Regions from separate parts of the Mus musculus genome. Here region 1 is linked to region 2. The links are chromatin contacts, called in public promoter capture Hi-C maps. All regions are on one chromosome and are shown on one strand. The core of a region is the stretch at or near the end of the contact, and the rest is flanking DNA. Distances in the headings are between cores, read along the strand shown.

The links. Promoter capture Hi-C pulls out the DNA fragments that hold promoters and counts their contacts.
Region 1: a contact with region 2 is called in a promoter capture Hi-C map of stem cell-derived epiblast-like cells, with 2.3 times the contacts expected there. The contact joins the promoter of Syndig1l here to the promoter of Vsx2 in region 2. A contact is called at or near these places in 2 of 39 promoter capture datasets (macrophages and stem cell-derived epiblast-like cells) and 1 of 484 Hi-C or Micro-C datasets (cerebral cortex).

Annotation. Positions count from the first base shown.
Region 1 is chr12:84,696,424-84,700,136 of GRCm38.p6, reverse strand. Syndig1l (synapse differentiation inducing 1 like) reads left to right here and starts at 1,330. Exons shown (of 4, transcript NM_001033334.2): 1 at 1,330-1,611.
Region 2 is chr12:84,567,678-84,571,483 of GRCm38.p6, reverse strand. Vsx2 (visual system homeobox 2) reads right to left here and starts at 1,656. Exons shown (of 5, transcript NM_007701.3): 1 at 1,172-1,656. The coding sequence starts at 1,541.

The DNA.
Region 1 (3,713 bases), core at 81-2,580, 130 kb before region 2:
TGTAGGTTGGCATCCCGACATGGGAGAAGGGAGGGGTCACTGCAGAGTTTTGTTCCCAGGATTCTACAGCTGCCTCAGCTTCAGCGTGCTCTGGAGTTCCCTTTGCCCATCGCTATTTACCTTCCTTTAATGAGAATATGCCTTTTTTCCTGTCCTCTGGGTACCATGATGAATCTCAAGACCTTGTCATGGGTAGAGGGGAAGGCATGAACAATGCTGGTATCCATCCATTCACAACACTCGCGGTAGGGCTAATCTCTCACCATGCTTAAAAAGACAAAAAACAAAACAAAACAAAACAAATGACAAAAATTTAAATTAAATTAAGTTAAATTAAATTAAATTAAATTAAAGGGCTAGCAAGATGGCTCAGCAGGTAAGAGCACTGACTGTTCTTCTGAAGATCCTGAGTTCAAATCCCAGCAATAACATGGTGGCTCATAACCACCCATAATGAATAAATCTAAAAAAATAAAAATCTATGGGAGCTCAAGAAGAAGAAAAAAAAGAGCCGCATAGTTGGGAACACAGAGCCGCCAGAACCCTACAGTCAGATTAGATTTCAGGCCTCCTCATGGGAGAATGACAGAGATGGCTCACCCACTGAGCCTATTGGATGCCAATGTGTCACATATATGTCCTTATATGACCCCCTCATTGATGGATTCCGTCTGGAGAATTTGACAGGTTTTGTAACTTCCTCTGGGTCACACAGTGTTTGGAACAAACTATCACCAAAACTCATGGGCTATAGAACCTATATACTTCCCAACAGAACTGAAGTCTCCAAATCCCGATATTTAAGCTGTGTTGACCTCAGCACAACTCATCCATGTTTGGGAGACAGAGGGTACCTAGTAGATTGTTAAGATAATTAAATGAGATCACTCTGGCTAAATAAATAAATAACCTGGCGTGGTTTATTTAGTAGGCATTCAATAAATATTTTTGTTTGTTTGTTTCTCTTTGTAGGGCTGATCAATAATTTGAACTCAGAGCTTGGGAGCCTCAGAGCTCAAAAATACTCTAAGAAGCTCAAGGGTCGCGCGCGCATCGCTTCTGGGGTGCGCGAGAGGAGGCAGGGGAGAAAAGCTGGAGAAGAGGGTTTGGCTCCAGGAAGCAGAAAAGCCGGTTCCAGCTGCGCGCCCCTCGCGCCGCCGCCGCCTCCTCCGGGCTCCCCGACTTCCCGCCCCGCCCCGCCCCGCCCCTCCCCTCCCGGGAGCTGGGTCCGGAGTGCCTGGTGGGCTGGTTCTGGAGCGTGGAAGGGAGCACGGAGGCGAGAGGCAGGCGGTGGCGGCGGGAGGCGGGGACCCTCCTCGCCGCTCCCCCAAGTCGGCGCGGAGCCGCCTCGGGCCGGGCTGAGAGCTGAGCGCGGCGGAGCCGGGATGCGGGGCTCCCGGGACCGTGTAGGGCGCGCGGGGCGGCGGCGGGCGAGCGGGAGCTGTCCACGGTTCTGAAGCAGCGGCGGCGACAGCGGCAGGGACGCGGGCCGGGAGCAGGGAGCTCTCCTGGAAGCTTCACCGCGGCCGCGAGGCGGGGACGCCGTTGCTCGCCGGCCCATGCCCGGTCCCCGAGCCCCGCGAGGAGGCGGGACGGTCCGCAGAGCGACAGGTAAGGAGCCGTCTGGGGGCGCAGCGGGAGCGCAGAGCTAGGCACCGAGAGAGCTGGGGAATGCTGGGGGAGCCTAGCAGTGCTGAAGCTCCAACCCCTACAGGTCCTCGCACTCCTTCAGAGCTCTGGCCAGGTCCAGCCCCACTCTTCACCTCCTTGTTGGGTGACTCTAGGAGAGACTTGAGGCATCCAGACTGTGATAGGTACCTGGGCACCTTGACCCTGTACCTCCAGGTCTTGGCCCTGACCTGAGACAGCTCTGAGACACCTTGCCTACTGATTACAGGAACATTGATGTGAGTCTCCCAGACTCCCTAGTATCAGTCTCCACTAAGATTCCATGACATTGGTCAAATCTGAGTGGATTTCACTCAGCTATTCCTTCCCATCCAAGCCTGGTCACTAGAGTGACTGGAGAAGCTGTGATCTCTTTGCTCTTGGGTTTCTTTGCCCTGGAATAGCCCTTGGGACAGGGAAATGGGGGCAGGGGTTGTCTATCTCCTCAGGACTGGTTAATACATTTCTTTGGGGGAAAGGAAAAGGTGACAGGTTCCTCAGCTTTTTCCGTGACTCTCTTCCTCTTGAAAAGGGGCTGGGCTTGCATCACACTGCTTGGTTTGGGAAGACAACGTAGTGGACCCGGATCTGGTTTTCTATTATATGCCTGAGTGCTGATGACCCCGACAGAGCTTCCATTTGGTTCTCTCTCTCTCTCTCTCTCTCTCTCTCTCTCTCTCTCTCTCTCTCTCTCTCTCTCTGGCAAGAGTATGTAGCATGAGCTCATTCAGGCCTGCAAAGTGCTTCCAGTTCTTCAGCCCAGAGTTCTGTGAGTGGCAGAACAGACCCATGGAAATAAAACTGCGTAGAGGTAGACTAGTTCACTGCTGTGGTTGACCACGGTCTTCAGACTGGCTCCTCGGCACCCTCCCACCCAGCTCAATTCCGCACCCTTGGAGGTCAAAAGGCTCTGGTTGGCAGCTTCTAATTCCTGGCATTAGTTGTCCAAGCTTATTAAGCCCAGTCTCCTCATCTCTAAGATGAGGATAAGAGCCTTGGGCATCTGTCCACCTCAGGAAACTGTCCTGAGATGCCAGGAGAGACATCTCCCCGCAGTGAGCTCCTCTCACTGCCCCAGTCCCCTAGTCGGGCCTGCTAACAGTGATCAGCTTACTGCCGCCCTTAACCCCTATTCTGCAGTCCAGCCTTGGCTCCTTCTGCCTGCAGCCTCTAAGGAGTCCCAGAAACAGTGAAGTCCAACTCATAAATCTCCAGGAAATAAGAGGATTTCCTGCCCCCTTCCTCCATCAACACCTATAGGAGATAATATAGGGCGAGAGTCTGACTCATAGTTTTTGTTTTTATGTTTCTCCAAGAATCGCAGATCTAGGGAAAATAGCTCTTTGGAGCAGGGATTGTGCTTCCTCTGTGCTTCCCTCCCCCCCCCCTCCCCCCACAGCACCTGGAACCTAGGAAGGACTCGGTAATTGGCTGGAAAACGCAGGGATGAACTGTGACAATGTATCAGTCAACGTGTTTGACTGGAAATCAGGGGCCCTCGGTTTGGTTACAGATCTGTCTGACTGTCTTGGGCAGGTGCCTTCCCTTCTGTTTTCTCATCCGTAACTGGAGAGGCTAGAAACAGATGAGCCCTAAGACTCCCAGGGCCTCGTGTTCTCTAGAGCTCTCCGAGGCTGGCCCAAACCACAAACTTCTAAGTTTGTTCTTCTCCTTGGATACAGGATGCCACTTCCATTAACCTGACCTGACAAGTAAGTTAATGCCTTTTTGGGATGAAGTGGACTTTACGAATGGAGTGGAAGAAAAACCAGAAGAAGCAGGAAAGGCCACTTAAAACACTTGGCAGTCCTGTTTTCCTTATTTCTCAAGGAAAACTACAGTGTATATGGAGTGACCAAGGTGGTAGTACCTTAGCCTCCAAGCCAAGAGGCCGAGAACTACCCCACCAAAGAATAGTGGGCCAGGGGCTTGACCCTCTCTTCCCAGAATCCCTGCCTGGCTTAAATCTCCTTCCTAGGAAGACTAGAAGATGGTTAGGAAAGATCCATCCCCGTGGAGAGACTTCTATTTTTTTAAAATAAATA
Region 2 (3,806 bases), core at 407-2,906:
GATGAGGACCCCACCTTCTGCAGCCTCTGTGAGCCGCGCGGGCCTGTGGTCTCCACTGAAGCCCTCCTGGGTCCCGGTCACCATCCCCATCCCTACGCCCAGGCTGACCTTCTCCAGGTCGGCTCTTGAAACCACAGATTTTGGATAAATTTCGTTGCAAGAGAGGCCAAGGCCGGGGTGCGCCTGCACGCAGGGACGTGTGAGAATGAGGCAGGCACGGCGTTGCTGGTACCCCCGGCGGTGCTCCAAGCTTCGAGATCTTCCCCTCCGCCAACAGCTCCAACTCCCAGATCCAAAAGTTGACCCAAGGATTACAGGGCTGTTGCACGGGAGCTGGGGTTCCGGAAAGGACTGGAGACTGCGGGTTCGCTGTCTCTTTTGGGGCACCCACAAAAATGTTTTTCTGTTCGAGTTCAGAGAGCCTGCGATGAACCACTTTTCATTGTCCTGCTTCATTTAATACATTATCATGGCAGGAAAAATCTGGGGAAATACTGAGAACCGGCGAGCTAGAGCACACCGCCAGGGAAGTGGCCCTGACGGGGCGAAAGGAGGCTCATCCAGGGTCCTCGAGCCAGATAAAAATCGGGATCCGGTACACCGGTGCCGCTTAGGTTAGATCTGATGGCTGCCCTCTGGGTACCATGGTGGCTTGATTTTCCCAGTTCGTAGCGGGAGGAAATCGAACCTTAGCTAAGCAATATAGGTAGGGGTTTGGTACAGCAATACAGAAACTGGGAGGAACCGGGAGGGGGGCAACTTTGGACACAGGGACAAGTAGGAACAGCATCGGGCTTCAGAAGCGCAGGTCCTGCCCAAGGCCCGAACCTCGGTGGAGCAGTGAAGCTAGGGCCCAAGGAAAAGGATGCGCCAAGGATTCAGCTACCCGGAGCCAACATCCACTGGGGCCCCAACCCAGATATTCGATAGAGCATGGACTGACACTAGGTCCCAAGAACTGAGCAGGGGTCGGACAAGATGAATCTGAAAACCCTTGGAGTTTGGGTCGCTAGTCGGGGACCCGTTGACTTTAGGCCTAGCATGAGACCCCTTGTCCTGCAGGAACTTTTCCTCCCGGGGGAGGTCGGGGGCTCTCAGGCGAGATCCTACAGCTCCCGACTGTGACTTTCCCAAGCAGTGTAGCAGGCGAGCAGCCTCGCCCCTCACCTACCGGAGCTGGCCGTCTGGCTGGTGTCCAGCGGCCCCGACGCTCTGCCTAGTGGCTGCAAGTGGACGCTCTGCGGATCGGACAGCACTTCCAAGAAGGTGGGCTGTGTGTAGAAGCCGGGAAGTCCCCCGGGCCCCAGCAGCCCCATGCTGCCCACTCCTGCCGGGCTGAGAACGGAGCGCGCAGCTAACAAATGCCCAGGGGCCAGGCCGTCGAGGGCAGCCCGCGGGTGGGAGCTGGGAGGCTCCTTGTTCAAGCCTAGGATCTCCTGGATGCCGAACCCTGTGCACCTGGCCGGGGCGCCCCCCGAGGTACTCTTGGCCACTGTCTCGGATTTGGGCTTGCTCAGCGCTTCCCCCGCTTTCCCCGTCATCTCCCGGTTCTTTGGAGGGGCTGAGGCCGCGGGTCTTTTGCTCCCCCAAGCCCCCCCGCCGGGCTCCCCGCTTCGTGAAGTTGGTCCCAGGTGCCCCCTCCGGTGTCTAATGCTCTGGAGCCCCAAGGAGATTCCCTTTTTATCCAACCAGGCGGCAGCCCAAGTGGGGTCAGAGCTGAACAGCCAATCACCAGGGCCAGGAGCGATTAGGAATTCCAAAAAGCTGGCAGCTCCCGCCGCCACCGGTATCGAGGGGCCAGGGCGCAGCAGGCCCAAGTGTGGTGGGCTCTGCAGGGTGCCCTTGCAGGGACAGAGGTGAAACAGCCAGGTTTGGGGTTATTCCAGGAGATACCGTGGATAGCGGTTTTGAGCTGTATAACCTGGCTGGGACCAGTGCCTAGGTTAGCTGCGACAGATCCCTGGGGTAGGGTTGGGGGTGTGGGGATGGTCTGAACGCAAAGGCTAGGAGACCTCTCCCCCTCCCTTAACTAAGCAGCCTCAAATAGACTCAGACACGGGACAAGGAAGGCTGGAGGGCCCTGGACCGAGCGCTGGGCATGAGAATACAGAAAGGTGCTTAGCTGTGCAGAGGGAGATGTGTGGGTAGAGTTATCTCCCCAGCACGGGACATTATGTTCATTTCAGAAGAGCTGTTCAATAAATACTGGCCCACGTTAAAGGGATCAGGGTTAGGATCGAGCCCTCGTGGGAAAGAGAAACAGAGAGGGTTTTCGTTGACAACAAATATGGGGCCTTCCTCCCCTCCTATCCTTATCCAGTCCTCCTTACTCCACCACCACCACCCCGCCCCCACCACGCCACCTCTTTTTTCCTTGTGGTTTAAGACAGGACCTCTATATGGTCTGGGTTGTTCTCAAACTCAACATTCTCCTGTACTGTCCTCCCGAGGGCTGGGATTTCATTTGGGGGCCGACTTGACTATCCAGCTGTCTTTCTAAACGTCCTCAGAGAATGAGCGTGGAGTGCTTCCCTCGAAGATTGTATTTATTCTGTCCAACAGTCAGTAAGGATCAAGTACCTCGCAGCTTCGAGCCAAAAGCCTGAGGTTCTGCAGTAAACCAGAGAGGCAGGGTGTGAAGCTGTGATCGCCCCATGCAGAAGAAGGGAGCGGGGAGTAACTAAAAAGGAGCCGCTTTTCCCAGCTGCTGGGGGCCCTTGACTGCCTGCTTCTCCAGAGGCTTCAGAAGGGCACTCAGTGGGGACAGCTGAAGTGTGGTGAGAAGCATCCTGCTCAGGCGGGCTGGGAGAGTCACCTGGAGTTGGAGGCGTGGGGACTGGTGTTTCAAATATCCTTGCTTCATATCTCAGACTGGAGTGTGGTCTAAGTGTCAGGAGCCAAGGAGAACATGTGTCCCATACACATTCTAGACCTTCAGTTTAGCTCCTTGTTGCCCTCCCAGAACTGGAGATCACTTTATTAATTGGGGGGCTTCTCTATCCACTATATAGAACATATGATGAGGCAGGGGGATTGCTTTTGTTTTGTTTTTTGTTTTTGTTGTTGGTTGGTTGGTTTAGGGTTTTTGTTTTTGTTGTTTTTGAGGCAGGGTGTCTCTGTGTAGCTTTGGCTGTCTGAAACTCAGTCTATAGGCCAGTCTGGACTTGAACTCACAGAGATCCACCTACCTCTGCCTCCTTAGTGCTGGGATTAAAGGCCTGCGCCACCATCACCAGAAAAGATGAGTTTTAATGGATGGTTCTTTGCCCTTCAGGAAGAAGGTGAGGACAGGGCTAGTCACTTTGAGCAGAATGGGAAATGAGACTGCCGGGAGATTTCATTTGGAGCATCTTGGCTTGTCAGCTGCAAACCTTCAAAGCAAGGGGAACCTTCTAGCTCTCCTCGGTTGGCTACCATGGTGTCTGGTATTCTCGGTGGCCTCTACAGGGACAGATTGACAGGTAAGAGACACCAGGAAGGAACTTAAGCTTTGTTGAGCTGGGTTTGGCAGCACACATTGTAATCTGAGCGCCTGGGAGGCAGAGGCTGGAGAAGCAGAGTTCAAGACCATCTGTAGGTACATAGTGAGTTCAAGGCCAGCCTGGACTACCTAAGACCCTGTTCTCGAAAACAAAACAAGATCAAAACAGGAACTGAGGCTACGGCTCAGTTGGGTAAACACTCACTGTGCAAGCAGGAACTGAGTCCAATCCCTGGCACCCAGGGAAGAAGCTGGGCGTGGCAGGCAGAACTGTAAACTCAGTGCGAGGCAGGCAGGTCTCTGGGCCTTGCTGGTGCTAGCCTGC